2 separate regions of the Mus musculus genome follow, and region 2 is linked to region 1. Evidence: chromatin contacts called from public promoter capture Hi-C data. All regions are on one chromosome and are shown on one strand. The core of a region is the stretch at or near the end of the contact, and the rest is flanking DNA. Distances in the headings are between cores, read along the strand shown.

Region 1 (3,745 bases), core at 473-2,972:
GTCAGCCTGGGCTACAGAGTGGGTTCAAGGCCAGCTTGAGTAAGTTTGCCTGGCTATCTGAAAAAAAAAAAAAAAAAAGTGAAAGGGGACCAGAGATGTAATCTAATCATGGAGTGTCCATCTAGCATGTGCTGGAGCCTGAATTCAACCTGTAGCACTGGGTAAAAATAAGCAAATTGAGACGATCAGGGGGCTATGGACTTAGGAAGGGGGAAGCCATGGTGGAGGAGGAGAGGACTTGTCGTCAATTTGGGGACCCATCTGGTCACCTTGCATACATGGTCAAGAAGCAGAGAGATGCTGGGCCGGGGTGATGCACACCTTTAATCCCAGCATTGAGGCAGAGGTAAGTGGATCTCTGAGTTCAAGGGCAGCCTGGTCTACAGAGTGGTAGCCAGGGCGACCCAGAGAAACCCTATCTCTAAAAACAAAACCGCCACCACCAACAACAAAAAGAATCTAGGAGACAGGAACTCTGGCATTAAGTTCACAATATTTCTTTTATTCAAGGCCAGCCCCCAGCCCAGGATCAAGGTCCAGCTCACATTTAGGGGTGGCCTTCCTTCCCTTACCCAACCAATAAGATCCCTCACAGACATGCCCAGAGGTTGTATCTTTGGTGATTCTAGATCCTGCCAAGTGGAAAGTCAACAATAGTAGCTGTCATGAACACCAAAGACCATCTTGCCCCTGCAGCTCCCTCAAGGGGTGTTCAAAATGTTCAGAGACAGATTGGGTTCCCACGTCCTCCAAAGATGTCACGCCCCCCCCTAAAGCAGAAAGCTGAATCTGGTGGCTGGTGAGCCAGCTCAACAGGTAAAGATGCTTGTCTTCAAGCCGGAAGACCTGAGTTTTGTCCCTAAGTTGTCCATGGTGTAGGAACAAAGCTAACTCCTGCAAGTTGCCTTCTGCCCTCTACACGCATGATAAATACGTAACTGCAGGCGGCTGGAGAGCTTGCTCAGCGGTTGAGTGCTTCCTGTGCATACAGAGGATTGGAGTTCGAATCCCAACACCCGCTTCGGTTGCCTCACAACTGCCCCTAACTCCCGCTCCTGGGGATCCCAGACTTCTTATCTCCACACACTTGCACTCACATATGCACATAGCCCCACCCCCACCCTGCGCACATATACACACATAAATTAAAAATAAATGCTTTAAAATATTAAAATGCAATAAAGTAATAATAAAAAGAAAACTGGAGTTTGAAGACATGAGGATAGACTTGGGGCTGTAGATTCTGAACATGATGGAATGTCCCCATCTTGGTACTGGGATGTGGATGTGAATGGGGATTGGGGCAGGGGGCAGGGGGGAGGGGAGCAGCGGCGAAGGTGGAATGGGAGGGGGTGGAGCAAGATGGTTCCTAGAGACACAGAGTCCTGGATGGTAGGGTGGATTCAGGGCTAAGAGCCTGCAATAAGTAAACTGAGGGTGCCACCTAGTTCGGTCCCCAGGCGTCCCCTGTGGCTTTGCAGTGCTGCCCGGATGGCAAGCCGTAACAGAGGCAGTTCAGTCTAGTCCAAGCTGTCTTCTGCTGGCTAGAACAGCAATGGGGTGGAGGGGACCCGGGGAGAAGCTAGCAGGAGGGAGGGGGCCTCCCAGCCGGGCGATTGGCAGCGTGCGCCCAAGTCCCCCCCATATCCCGCCCCCGCCCCGCCCCCGCCACCATCTGCTCGGGATTTGCGATCCGGGAGACTCCAGGCTCAGGGGCTCGGGGCTCCGGAGGCAACTGATCGGGTCTGTTCAAGGCCCTGGAGCAGCCCGAGGATCTGACACCTTTCCAACCTGCTGCGCCTCCCGAAGCGGCTCCTGGTGTTCCCGCGTCCCAGCCCTGGTCTGGGCGCTGATGGAACCGCGGCGATGTTCACTCTGGCCAGGCTGCTGGATTTCCAGAAAACCAAATATGCAAGGTGAGTAGCGGGTCAGGGGGTGATAGACAGGGGCCAGGACACCAAGATCCTTCTTTCCTTTCCCCACTGTCTGGAGAACTGGGCTCGATGCACAGACCCCGTTGCCTGGGGCTAGAACAACCCAGCTTCTTCATAACGGAGTGGTAATTGTCACCCCGCTTTTGCGCTCAGCGCAGCGGATTCTCCGAGTTTCCTTTTTCCCCTGGGCGAGGTGCTTCTTCGGTCCAAAGCTCAGTTTCCACATTTGCGACCCGGTGAACTCTGAGAGTCTCCACCATTCGGAACCACGGAGGATTATATGAGATGATCCTTAGAAAGCAAATCTAAGGGTGGGGGAACTGCTCCATCCCTGTGGAGCTCTCTGGGGTCCTCCCTGAACCCAGATTTCTTTTCTTTTCTTTCTTTTATTTTATTTATTTATTTTTTGAGTCAGGTCTCACTATAGTAGTCCTGGCTGGCTTGGACCCTCCTTTGTAGACCAAGCTGTCCTTTGACCTCACAGAGCTCTGTCTAGCTCGGGAACACTGGTCCTTCTTTTCCTGTTTTCGAGACAGTCTTGCTACATACCCTAGGCTGGCCTTGATCTCACTATGTAGCCCAGGCTTGTCTTGAACTTAATTCTTCAGCCTTAGCCCCCCTGGATGCTGAAATTAGGGCTGGGACTCACAAGAGTATATTTTAGTTAACATTTTGTATACCTGATTCCCATCTGAACACGTTAGTTGTGAGTTATTTTGCATTGTGTTTTTTTAATACGAAGTTTTCATTATCTGGTGTGCATTTTGATTTGATTTGGTTGTCTTGAACGAGTATCATTATTATTACTATTATTTTTATTGCATGTGGGGTTGTGTACCCCACACATATATGGAGGTCAGACAATGTTGTGGAGTTGAATCTTTCCTTCCCACTATCTATGAATTCCAGAGATTGAACCCTGGTCTCCAGGCTTTTGTGGCAAACTCCGTGACTTGCTGAGCCATCTTGTCATGCCTTTCCTAGTCCTTTTTTTAATTTTATTTTTAAAAAATGTCTCATTCTATAGCCTAGTAGCCCAGGCTTCTCTGAAACACACTATGTGGCCCAGGTCAGCCTTACACGGACAGCAGTCCTTTGGCCTCAGCCTCCTGAAGGCTGGGATTACAAGTGTGGGCTGGTATGCCTGGCTGCTCATGGAGATGTGATTGCCTCTGTGGCGGATGGAGAGATAGGCCTTTGAGAAAAGACCCGGTCGTAGGAGATAGAACTGTTTCACTTGAGTAAATGGTGAGCCTCCAGGCTCACCATTTCTCTGCACACTTGCAGATTTACTGCCCCAGAACTGAAGCCAGCAATAGACTTGGATGTTCCAGTCTCCAGAGCCTCTGTTCTGTGGATCCTAAGCTGGTCCCTAACTCACAGCTGGGGATGGTCTCAAATTCCCGATCTAAGTGCTGGGTTAGGTTTATGGATGCAATGCTGGGGACTGAACCCAGTGCCTTGTGCATGGTAGACGAGTCTACTGAGCTACTTCCCCGGCCCACAAACTTCTAATTCTTTCAGCTAGCATGTCTCGGGTGTTCTGTTCCGGCAACGGAAAGCAGATATAGGGCTGGAAAAAGAGCCCAGCTGGTAGGGTGTTTACCACTCAATAATGAGAGCCTGAATTTGAACCCCAATGCTCAAGATAGAAAGCCAGATGTGGTGGCATCCTTGTGATCCTAGTGCCCTGGAGGAGGAGACAAGCAATGCCCGGAGCTTGCTGGTCATCCAGCCTCAAGTACTTAGGCCTTGGGTCCCAGTGAGATGCCCCTGCCTCAAAAACAAGGTTGGTATCCCCCAAGGAACAA
Region 2 (3,733 bases), core at 43-2,542, 290 kb before region 1:
GACGGAACCCCGGGTTATGTATCTGCTAGACAAATACTCAAATGAACTACATCCCCAGCTCCCATTAAACTATTATCTTAATTTTAAACCATCTGGACTTCCTTCCTGACTCTTTCTCTGTGTACACTCGAGCGAGAGCACATGTGCATGACCAGTGCAGACACAGACACCAGAGGGCAGCTTCTAGAAGGCAGTCTTCTCCTTCCAGCGTGTGGGTCCTTGGAATCAAACTCACTTCAGGTGGTCAGTCAGAGTCAAGCTCCTTTCCCTGACGAGTCATTTCACGAGCTCTAGGAAACCATTTTTAACTGGAAACGCCGTGGAAACATTTATTATTCATTTATTCAGCAAATATTTATTTGTTCAGTGTTGACATGCAAAGAACAGTACCAGGCAGACTCTCTGCTTAGTTATGGGGGTACAGGCAGGGTGCTTACTTAGCACGCATGAAAGGAAGCCTTAGGTTCAATCCTCAGTAGTGTTAAAAAACAAAACAGCCGGGCGTGGTGGCGCACGCCTTTAATCCCAGCACTCGGGAGGCAGAGGCAGGCGGATTTCTGAGTTCGAGGCCAGCCTGGTCTACAAAGTGAGCTCCAGGACAGCCAGGGCTATACAGAGAAACCCTGTCTCGATAAACCCAAAACAAACAAACAAACAAACAAAAAAACAAAACAAAACCAAAAACCAACAACAACAACAACAAAACAAGATGGGGCTGGAGAGATGGCTCAGCGGTTAAGAGCACTGACTGCTCTTCCAGAGGTCCTGAGTTCAATTCCCAGAAACTTTGTCTGAAGACAGCTCCAGTGCACTCACATACATTAAATAAACAGTGGCCTAGGCATAGATGGGAGGCAGAGGTAGGCGGATTTTGTGACTTCAAGGCCAGCTTGGTCTTTATAGCTAATTCCAGGACAGCCAGGACTACAGAGTGAGACTCAAAACAAGCAAAAAGGCTTAGCAAGTCAGGCGGTGCAAAGAGCTATTGAGAGTTGTAACGCAAGATGAGGGGCAAATTCAGGAGCGTGTGCACATGAAGGTTGCTATGGTTATCTAGGATACCTGAGCGCTGTGACAGATGACTTGGAGCGCAGTGTGTAGCGCGAATGGCAAATGCAAAGGCCTGGAGCAGAACGCATGTTGTTGGAGCGACAGCAAGAAACTGCGGAGGTAGCTTAAGAGACTGGTCACTCGTGACCTTCTGGACGCCTCTGAATCCTGAGAGTACTTTATGCCACACCCAACATGGCGACCGCACCGGGTCCATCCGGGCGCAAGCGGAAGTACGTCTAGGCGTGCGCCGCAGCCACGCCCCTTACCGGGGTCTCTGTGGAGCTGTGGCCGCGCCGGCTTCGAGCATCCCTACGCTGGCAGGCTGGGGGACTGTGAGGCTGCAGCTCCGGCGGCTAGCTCCGGAGAGGTACGACCTGCACCTCCAGCCCCGGCGGCTGGAGTCCCCTCTGGGCTTCCCTCCCGACCCTGGCTTTATTCCAAGGCCCATCCTTGCCGTCTCCTACCCTCCTACCAGGCCCTCTCCTCTCCTGACCCCATCTGTTCCCAGGCGCACAATCTCGATGGCCAGAATGGACCCTTTCACGTGGCCTGCTGAGTTTCCAGGCCTTTCCCCCGTCTCCTTGTGTGTTGGCTCTGCCCTCGCAGCTATGGGACGTTGTCCCTTCTGCTTGTGTTTTCTTGTTTGTTTTACACTGTAGCCCAGTCTAGCCTGGAGTTCAGTGTGCAGCCCAGGCTGGTTTTGAACGTACAGCAATCTTTCTATTGTAGCCTTTGTAAATCTGGGGTTACAGGTGTGCATCATCACGCGGTGGTTAATGTGCAGCTAAGGGTGGAACTCAGGGCTTCGACCCCATTCCCAGCCCTGGCTTCTTCTTTTTTTCTATCAGCTTAAGTGCAGCCCACTTCTTTCTGGAGTCTACTTGTGATGCGCGGGAGTGTGATAGGGCGTCGGACTGACCCCAGAGCTTTATGATCTAGGTCAGCTGGAGAATCCCACTGCGTCTTGTTACGGGTGTGCAGTATTTTTTTCTGCAGACGACAGTATGGGGCCGTGGCGGGGGTTAGGGGAGCACCTGGTAGCTTCCCTGTTGCCTTCCTCCCTATCTTGAGTTATATTTGTTCTTTCCTAGGTACTCGCATCTGGGGGTACACCTATTTATCATATTAGCGTGTGTGTATGCGTGAGTACTGGCATGTGCATGTCATGGGTGCGTGTCGTGGCGTACATGTGGAAGTCAGAGGACCACTTTGAAGAGTTGGTTGTTGCCTTTTATCTGGTTTATATTAGTGTGTGTGTGTGTGTGTATGTGTGTATGTATAACTGTGTGTGGGTATGTGTACATGAGTACAGGTGTCTGAGGAGACCAGAGGATCATGTGCACCCGGTGTTGGAGTTACACAGGTGGTTATTCGCCTCCCCAGTGTGGGTACTGGGAATCGAACTCAGGTCCTCCGAAAGAGTAGTACTAAATTATCGCTTCTGCCTTTCCCCCCAGTTGAGACAGGATCTCTCTTGATGGTGTATACTCCAGAGTAGCTGGCTTGTGAGCTTTTGACAGATGCCCCTATCTCCTCCTCTCACTTTGCGCTAGCAGTGTTGGGATGGCAGATGTGGGTCACTGCATCCAGCATTTTATGTGGGTCCCAGGGTTTGAACTTGGGTCATCGGGTTTGCAAGGCAAGCTCTCTTGCTCACTTAGCCGTCTTGCTGATCTCTGGGCACACTTTTAAGTCCTAGGAGTTTCCTTGCATTTATCCAGTGAGACTTACAAGTGTTTTCCAGGGTATGAGGACTATGTCTGGGGTCTGTTGGAAGCTTCTCTTTCTTTGAAGAAAACTGGACTCAGAAGTGTCTCTTTGATTGACAGGAAAGAGAGTGTGTGGTCCAGCTCTAGACTAATGAGAGAGGAGTGAGGTGGTAGAAAGTTATGTCTCTAGCAAGAGGAGTTCCAGGATAGTATTGCTGTATTAGTAGCTCTCAATGACTTCTACGTCCTAGGGATTAAATAGACATGTCTGCTCGTGTGATCCTATGGAGTCCTGACTCAAAAGCTCCTCTGTTCCCTGAGTGAGCAACATAGCCAGCCAGTAAGGTTTGAGCCTCTGAGATTAGATTTTGCTATGGTGCCTAGGCTGCTGTCAACTTCACAGGTTCAAGGTGTCTTCCCGTCTCAGCCTCCTAAGTAGCCAGGACTGTAGACCCACATTGCTGTGCTTGGCTCCTGTGCGTGCTCTCGAATGTGGGAGTGCTTGTGGAGGCCCCAAATCAATGTTGGATGTCCACAAGCACTCTTTACTTTAGAAAGCATTTTTTAAAATAAAAGATGTATTTATTTATTTATTTTGTGAGTACACTGTAGCTGTCTTCAGACACACCAGAAGAAGGCATTGGATCCCATTACAGATGGTTGTGAGCCACCATGTGGTTGCTGGAAAATTGAACTCAGGACCTTTGGAAGAGCAGTCAGTGCTCTTAACCACTGAGCCATCTCTCCAGCCCTAGAAAGCATTTTTTAATTAATTATTTTTGAGACAGAATCTCATTATGTAGATCAGGCTGGCCTTTAACTCACAGAGATCCTTCTGCCTCTGTCCCCACAAGTGCTGGGATTAAAGGTTTGTGCCACCACACCCAGCAAGTGTGTTTTTTTTTTGTTTTTGTTTTTGTTTTTGGTTTTTTTTTTGGTTTTTCGAGACAGGGTTTCTCTGTGTAGCCTTG

The links. Promoter capture Hi-C pulls out the DNA fragments that hold promoters and counts their contacts.
Region 2: a contact with region 1 is called in a promoter capture Hi-C map of frontonasal cranial neural crest. The contact joins the promoter of Fbxl18 here to the promoter of Mmd2 in region 1. A contact is called at or near these places in 4 of 39 promoter capture datasets (cranial neural crest, frontonasal cranial neural crest, hippocampal neurons and 1 more), 2 of 115 datasets of contacts at active chromatin or transcription factors (both in embryonic stem cells) and 1 of 9 other capture datasets (adipose tissue).

Annotation. Positions count from the first base shown.
Region 1 is chr5:142,606,729-142,610,473 of GRCm38.p6, reverse strand. It overlaps Mmd2 (monocyte to macrophage differentiation-associated 2), which reads left to right and starts at 1,722. Exons shown (of 7, transcript NM_175217.6): 1 at 1,722-1,916. The coding sequence starts at 1,867.
Region 2 is chr5:142,892,797-142,896,529 of GRCm38.p6, reverse strand. It overlaps Fbxl18 (F-box and leucine-rich repeat protein 18), which reads left to right and starts at 1,292. Exons shown (of 5, transcript NM_001033312.3): 1 at 1,292-1,420. Gm38733 (a long non-coding RNA gene) reads right to left here and starts at 1,226. Exons shown (of 2, transcript XR_003955825.1): 1 at 1,063-1,226.